Linked DNA regions of Macaca mulatta: region 2 is linked to region 1. The links are chromatin contacts, called in public Hi-C maps. All regions are on one chromosome and are shown on one strand. The core of a region is the stretch at or near the end of the contact, and the rest is flanking DNA. Distances in the headings are between cores, read along the strand shown. Region 1 holds the start of RALGDS (ral guanine nucleotide dissociation stimulator). Region 2 holds the start of GTF3C5 (general transcription factor IIIC subunit 5).

The links. A called contact is a pair of places that touch in the nucleus more often than the background predicts.
Region 2: a contact with region 1 is called in a Hi-C map of liver, with 6 times the contacts expected there. The contact joins the promoter of GTF3C5 here to the promoter of RALGDS in region 1. A contact is called at or near these places in 5 of 14 Hi-C or Micro-C datasets (CD4 T cells, blood, fetal cortex germinal zone and 2 more).

Annotation. Positions count from the first base shown.
Region 1 is chr15:14,304,579-14,308,361 of T2T-MMU8v2.0, forward strand. RALGDS (ral guanine nucleotide dissociation stimulator) reads left to right here and starts at 1,898. Exons shown (of 18, transcript XM_077967336.1): 1 at 1,898-1,956.
Region 2 is chr15:14,420,929-14,424,711 of T2T-MMU8v2.0, forward strand. It overlaps GTF3C5 (general transcription factor IIIC subunit 5), which reads right to left and starts at 1,754. Exons shown (of 10, transcript XR_013405353.1): 1 at 1,563-1,754. It overlaps LOC144335003 (a long non-coding RNA gene), which reads left to right and starts at 2,613. Exons shown (of 2, transcript XR_013405364.1): 1 at 2,613-2,889.

The DNA of each region.
Region 1 (3,783 bases), core at 648-3,147:
CCACACCCCCCTCAGCCCACTTACACCCAGCTTTACCCCTGGCACACCCTCCCGGATGGGAGTCCCTGAGCCATTTTCAGTAGAGGAAACTGAGACTCTGAGAGGTTCCCACGAGCTTGCCTGTGATGTGGCCCAGCTGCAGGTTTGAACCCAGGTCATCTGGGTTCAAGACTGTGCACTGCATGGGGTGGGAGGAGTGCAGCTCTGAAGGTGAGTGCATTGTGGAGGATGATACAGGGAGGGGCAGTGCTGACAGGGGGCTCTGAGAGAGGCAGGAGCTTGATGGGGTCCCTGGGTCACCATGGCCCCAGGAGGCTAGAGTTGGGGTATAGGGACCAGGTCACACAGGGTTCTGAATGCCAGGCAAGGAGGCGGGGGTCACTGCCGGTCTGTCCCAGCAGGGGGATCTATATAAATGGGGCCCAAGTGCTGGACTCAGGGGAAACCTGGCCAGCGAGGCCCCAACACAGGATGAGGCCTCTGATGACCAGCTCGGGGATGAGCAACGGGGGAAGAGCCATGAAGTGTGGGGGTCACCACGCACAGCAGGGCCTGGCCAGTCAGAGCTGAGTGGCCTGCAATGCTGGTGCCTTGGCTCTGATGTAAAGTTGAATGAGGCCGGGCATGGTGGCTCACGCCTGTAATTCCAGCACTTTAGGAGGCCAAGGCAGGAGGATCGCTGGAACCCAAGAGTTTCAAACCAGCCTGGGCAACATAGTGAGACTTCGTCTCTACATAGTTGTTTTAAAAATAAAAAGGGCTGGGCACAGTGGCTCACGCCTGTAATCCCAGCACTTCGGGAGGCCGAGGTGGGCAGATTACAAGGTCAGAAGTTCCAGACCCGCCTGGCCAACACAGTGAAACCCCATCTCTACTAAAAATACAAAAATTAGCCAGGTGTGGTGGCACATGCCTGTAGTCCCAGCTACTCGGGAGGCTGAGATGGGAGAATCACTTGAACCTGGGAGGCAGAGGTTGCAATGAGCCGAGACTGTGCCATTGCACTCCAGCCTGGGTGACAGAGTGAGACTCTGTCTCAAAAAAATAAATAAATCAAAAGGGATGGCCAGGCACAGTGGCTCACGCCTGTAATCCCAACACTTTGGGAGGCCGAGGTGGGTAGATCACCTGAGGTCAGGGGTTCGAGAACAGCCTGGCCAACATGGTGAAACCCCGTCTCTACTACAATACAAAATCAGCCGGGCGTGGTGGCAGGTGCCTGTAATCCCAGCTACTCCGGAGGCTGAGGCAGGAGAATTGCTTGAACCCAGGAGGCGGAGGTTGCAGTGAGCCGAGATCGCACCATTGCATTCCAGCCTGGGGGACAAGAGTGAGACTTCGTCTCAAAAAACAAACAAATGAGACTACATCTCAAAACACAAATAAATAAATAAATAAATAAATAAATAAATAAATAAATAAATAATAAAAAGGGACGAAATCAGTGAGCCCTAATAACACTGACTACCCCCAACACTAGCTCAACCCCTGTGTGAGGCCTCCTTCCCCCAAGCTCCCTCGAGCCCCATCTTACACCAGCTGAAGCTGCAGCTGGACCTCGTGGTCCCGGGTGCTGTCAGGGAAGACAAGGATGGAGGTGGGGAAGGGAAGACCTGACTTTCTCCCTGCCCAGGCTGAGTCCGCTGTCACCTTGGGTCCCCCAGCTCCCAGCCGTCCGCCGAGCCGAGTCCAGCAGGTGGCATCGGGGTGCTGGGCGAGAGGGTGAGCGTGTATATTTGGTGACGCCGGCGCGCCGAGTCAGCGGCCCCCGCCTGACTGGGGCGAGGTTGGCCCTAGGTCCTGGCGGGGTGGGGAGTACTGAGCAGGCGGCTGGGGCGGAGGGACACGTGAGATCTGCCGCACACAGCGCTTGGCGCGTGGCGCGTGGCGCGTGGCGCGTGCGCGCGGCGAGGCGGAGTGACGTGCACGCGCTGTCTGCGGTCCCGCGCAGGCCCCGTGTGCGCGCCCGGCCTTGGATTCCAGGCCCGGCTGCCCCGCGCTGGGAACACCCGCGTCGGCCAGCTGGAGGGAGGCCTGAGCGCGCCCCCGAGCGCGCCCCCGAGCTCGCGCGTCGGGGCGCGCCCCTCGCACCTGCAGGCGGGCTGGGGCGGGGCCGCAGCTGTCCCCGCCCACCCAGGCCCGAGCCCCGGGAGCCGGGGCGGAACCGAGCGGCGGGGCCCGAGCGGCCGGAGCGCAGCGCGGCGCAGACAATGGGAGCGGCGCTGGCGGCGGCTGGGGCGGCCCCGGGGGCCACAGAGTCCTGGGCCCGGCGGGGACCGGAGGCCGCGCCATGAGCCCCGCAGCCGGGCGCACCCCTGCGCCGCGCGCGGGCCGAGGCGAGCTGCCTCTGCGAGCCCCGGGCCCCGCCGTGGGGCCGGCGATGAGCCACCGAGGCTGAGGATGATGGTAGATTGCCAGGTGAGTGCGCGCCGGCCCCAACCCCGCGTCGCGGGTGGAGGGAGGACCGCCCGCCCCCGCCCACACCCACCGAGGGGAGGGAGCCCGGCGCGGCGTCCACGCTGAGCGTGCGCTTACGCAGCTCCGCGCCCAACCCCGCCCGGGACAGTAGGGAAACTGAGGACAGGAGAGGGGCAGGGACTGGCCCGGGGCACACGAAGTGGGCGGAGTCCAGAGGTGAAGGGAGGGTTCCGACCTCTTAGGCCAGGAAGGGTTCGGCTCACCCTTCCCATGGGGTTTGCTTTGGGAATGACAGCCTCTAAGATCCTGAGGACCCCTGCCCATCTCCCATGTGGGCTCTTTTGCCTGGGCTTCTCCGCGCACGCACAGGCGCAGGCCTGCGCACACATGCTCACACACACGCAGACACACACACCACACACTTCCTGGGACTCAGAGTAGGACGGGACGCTGGGGAAGTGACTGGGGAAAAGATGAAAGAGGGCGGGGGCTGCTCTGTCATGGGCACGTGCATCCAGTACCCAACAACATGCCCGGGGCCATGGCACGGGGTTAGGGGGCAAGGGGAGGACACGCCGGCTTGATGGGCGGGGGTTCTCCAGGGTTCCCAGGATCTGTGTGGGCTGGGGCAGCCTGGAGAGGACAGATTGTGGGGTTCTGTGTTCAGCGCTGTGATCACCTAGAAGCAGGAGAAGACCCCTTCAGTGTGGAGGGGACTGTAGGAAAGGAAGCCTCAAATTCCTGCGCTATACATTGGAATGTTCGGCCTGGGTGACCCCAAGGGTCCCACAGGCTCGTAGACGTGTCTGTCGGCCTTGGGTCTCCACTGGGGATGCTCCCACTACCCACCGAAGTCTGTGGAAAATGCCTTCTTCTTGGAGGTCCTTCTGAGCAAGAGAAGCCTGGGGGGCTGAAGGGCTGAGGGCCTGGGGTGGTGCAGAGTGCGCCCAAGCACTGGACCACTCTTGTGGGGCAAGACTGTCCTTGTTGGAGCGTCAGGGTTCTTATCTGGAAGTGGGGCCAGAGCCGTTGCCCTGGTTGGAGTGAGGAGGCCTCACGAGTGAACTGGACACCCCAGGGCCAGCAGAGGGAAAGAGGGGAGCAAATGAAGCTTCTGAGGCTCCTTGAATTACCCCTGGAGCCTACAGGTTCTACTCCTTTGACCCTCTGGGACTCAGGAGAGCTGCTACCTTGACAACACTCAAACAAAGGTGTGTGTTTTGTTTTGTGGGTTTTCTGCCCGCGGCTGCTGCTGTGCTAGTGCCGGCCACCAGGGGGAGGCAGTGCCCATTGTGCTCCACGGAGCAACTGGAGTCAGGGAGAGCCCCGCAGGGTCCCTCTGGGTGACCCCGGCCTCCACCCAAT
Region 2 (3,783 bases), core at 504-3,003, 120 kb after region 1:
AGACTGTGCGGTCCAACCCTAGCCCATATGGGAAAGACACAGCAGTAGAGACTAGCTGCATAAGGGATAAGAACCCCTTCCCCTCCCTTGTCGGTGTGCTCCCGCCATTGCTTCATCGGCAAGACGCACCCTTCTATAGAAGTAAATTTGCCTTGTTGAGAAAACTTTTTGCCGGAGTGCTGATTTTTCTTTGTGGCACCCAAAATTTATTTCCAACAAGCCTGACCAACATGGTTGTGGGGAAAAGAGAGATCAGACTGTTACTGTGTCTATATAGAAAGAAGTAGACATAAGAGACTCCATTTTGTTCTGTATTTGAGATGCTGTTAATCTGTGACCCTACCCTAAACCCTGTCCTTGCAAGAGACATGTGCTGTGGTGACTCAAGGTTTAACGGATTTTGGGCTGTGCAGGATGTGCTTTGTTAAACAAGTGCCTGAAGGCAGCTTGCTGGTTAAAAGTCATCACCATTCTCTTAATCTCAAGTACCCAGGGACACATACACTGCAGAAAGTTGCAGGGACCTCTGCCTAGGAAAGCTAGGTATAGTCCAAGGTTTCTCCCCATGTGACAGTCTGAAATATGGCCTCGTGGGAAGGGAAAGACCTGATTGTCCCCCAACCTGACACCCGCGAAGGGTCTGTGCTGAGGAGGACTAGTGTAAGAGGAAAGAAGGCCTTTTGGCAGTTGAGATAGAGAAAAGCATCTGTCCCTGGGCAATGGAACATCTAGGTGTAAAACCCGATTGTATGTTCTGTTTACTGAGAAAGGAGAAAACCGCCCCTCAGGCTGAAGGTGGGACTTGCTAGCGCAATGCTGCTCTTTATGCACTAAAAAGGTTTATGGAGATGTTTGCATATGCATATCAAGGCACAGCACTTTTCCTTAAACTTATTCACGTCACAGAGATCTTTATTCATATGTCTTACTGCTGACCTTCTCCCTACAAGGATCCTATTATCCTGTCACCTCCCTTTTTCTAAGATAGTAAAGATAATGATCAATAAATACTGAGGGAACTCAGAGACCGGCGCCAGCCTGGCTCCTCGTATGCTGAGCGCGGTCTCCTGGGCCCACTTGTTCTTTCTCTATATCTCATTGATGAGACATCTCTGTGTCTCATTTCTTTTCTCAAGTCTCTGGTTCCACCTAACAAGAAATGCCCACAGGTGTGGAGGGGCAGGCCACCCCTTCACATGGTGAAACCCCGTCTCTACTAAAAACACACAATTAGCAGGGTGCGGTGGCGTGCGCCTGTAATCCCAGCTACTCGGGAGGCTGAGGCAGGAGAATCGCTGGAACCCGGGAGGCGGAGCTTGCAGTGAGCCGAGATCGCGCCACTGCACTCCAGCCTGGGCAACAAGAGCGAAACCCTGTCTAAAAACAAACAAACCAAAAACCTTCCCCTCCTTTGTTCAGTTAGCTCTCGCAGCCGCCATAAGAGCGAGCAGCACCCTTCTGCATAAATTTGCTAAATTTCCCTTGCTGAGAAATCCTTTGAGTGCTCGTTTTCTTTGCGACTCCGAGTTCTTATTCCAACACGGACATTCCCAGCCCCTTACCCGGGAGACGCCTTCCTCGCCGCCCAGAGTCGGTAGCATCTTAGCCACGTCACGGACCACGCCCGGGTACTCCACGCACACCATGCGTCGCTCCCGCCGCAGCTCCACGGGGACAGCAGCCCCCAGCCCCAGATCGGCCGCCTCCGCCGCCATCCCTGCGCGTCTGGCAGGGCCCGCCATGGTCCGTCCCACAAAGTGCTCCCAGAGGCCTCGCCTCAATGGTTCCGCGAAGGAATCGTTCCGGGCTCCCTCACCGCTCGCGACACCCTAACTCCCCGGGCTCAGCAAGACTCCAGGGCCTCCGGGGAGCACAGGGCCCATGGGCGGCCCCATGGCTTCGGGAAAACGACCGCCGTCTCTTCGACTTTTTATTTAAAATGAAGCGGGTTAGCCCACGGGGCGTGGCGAGCACCAGTCTCTCCTACTAGCCAGCGTGGGACCCGGAGGATAATAAAACACCACCCTCCCTCGACTTCAGCCAATGAGAGTCCGAGGGCCGAGCGAGTTTTTTTCTTAGCCAATGAGAAGTCCGAAGGAAGGTAGGTGCCACCTTCTCCTCCAGTTCCATACGTTTTAACCAATAAAGAGCTAGACTTTGGCCGGGCGCGGTGGCTCACGCCTGTAATCCCAGCACTTTGGGAGGCCGAGGCGGGCGGATCACAAGGTCAGAAGATCGAGACCACGGTGAAACCCCGTCTCTACTAAAAAATACAAAAAATTAGCCGGGCGCGGTTGTGGGCGCCTGTAGTCCCAGCTACTCGGGAGGCTGAGGCAGGAGAATGGCGTGAACCCGGGAGGCGGAGCTTGCAGTGAGCCGAGATCGCGCCACTGCACTCCAGCCTGGGCGACAGAGCGAGACTCCGTCTCAAAAAAAAAAAAAAAAAAAAAAAAGGAGCTAGACTTTGACCACGTCCCTGCCCTCTTCTGGTTATTCCACCCAATGACGGCTCGGGGGCGGGCCAGAGGCAGACATCCGACCCGCCTGCTTGGGTGGGAAAAGGTCCCGGTTGAGAATTGATTTCCGGGTCAGGGTCGGCCTGGGTTCTGTAGGTGTTGGCGCTTCTTTTCCCAATCTCTTGCAACCCTCTTGGGACTAGGTTGCTAACGGCGCCTTCGGGGGGCCTCGCGGAACTGGATGTGGAAATGGCGAGCGCGGGGGAACTGTGCTGTAACCACTTGCCCCACTTCCACAGAAAGCCCCGAAGCGCCGGCTCGGGGCCGAAGGCAGGCATCCGGCGTTCGTCTGTTAGGCAGGCAGACATTAAGAGTCTACTGTGTCCTGGGCCCTATTCGAGAACCAGCGGGGAGAACAGCGTCTGTCCGGGAGGCGCCCAGGGCTGCTGCGAAGCCCCGGAGCTGGGGGTGTGGCCCCTCAAACAGGGAGGAGATGAGGTCCGAGGCCGGCCGAGGTCGGAGACCTTCACCCACGAAAAGGGTCCGCCCGTCGGGCTGGCTGCTTCCCAGTGCCGTGGAGAGCCCCTGATGGTTTCTCTTTTTTTGAGACGAAATCTCGCTGTGTCTCCCAGGTTAAAGTGCAGTGGCGCTTTCTCGGCTCACTGAAACCTCCGCCTCCCGGGTTCAAGTTACTCTCGTGCCTCAGCCTCGCGAGTAGCTGGGATTACAGGGGCCCACCACCATGCCCGGTTAATTTTTATATTGTAGTAGAGACGAGGTTTCACCATGTTGGCCAGGCTGGTCTCGAACTCCTGACCTCAAGTCATTCGCCTGCCTTGGCCTCCCCAAGTGCTGGGGTTACAGGCGTGAGCCACCGCGCCCGGCCCCTTGAAGGGTTTTATGCGGAGCAGTGATCCCATTCATGCATTTGAAAGAGCTCTCTGGCTGTTGTGTGGAGAATAGATCAAAGGGGGCGAAAGTGAATTCAGATAAACCAGACAAGAGATGAAGGGACTGGGTTTGAGGATTTTGGGAGATGAGAATCATGGCCGAGCGCAGTGGCTCATGCCCATAATCCCAGCACTTTGGGAGGCTGAGGCAGGAGGATCACTTGAGCCCAGGAGTTGGAGGCTGCAGTGAGCTATGATCACGCCACTTGCATTAAAGCCAGAAATTAGTAAGAGCAAGTGACCCCTTGCTCTTGGCTATGGGTACCCCAAGTTTCTGAAGTTTTTTTTTTTTTTTTTAAAGACAGGATCTCCCTCTGTCACCCAGGCTGGAGTGTAGTGGTACGATCCTGACTCACTGCACTCCCAAACTCCTGGGC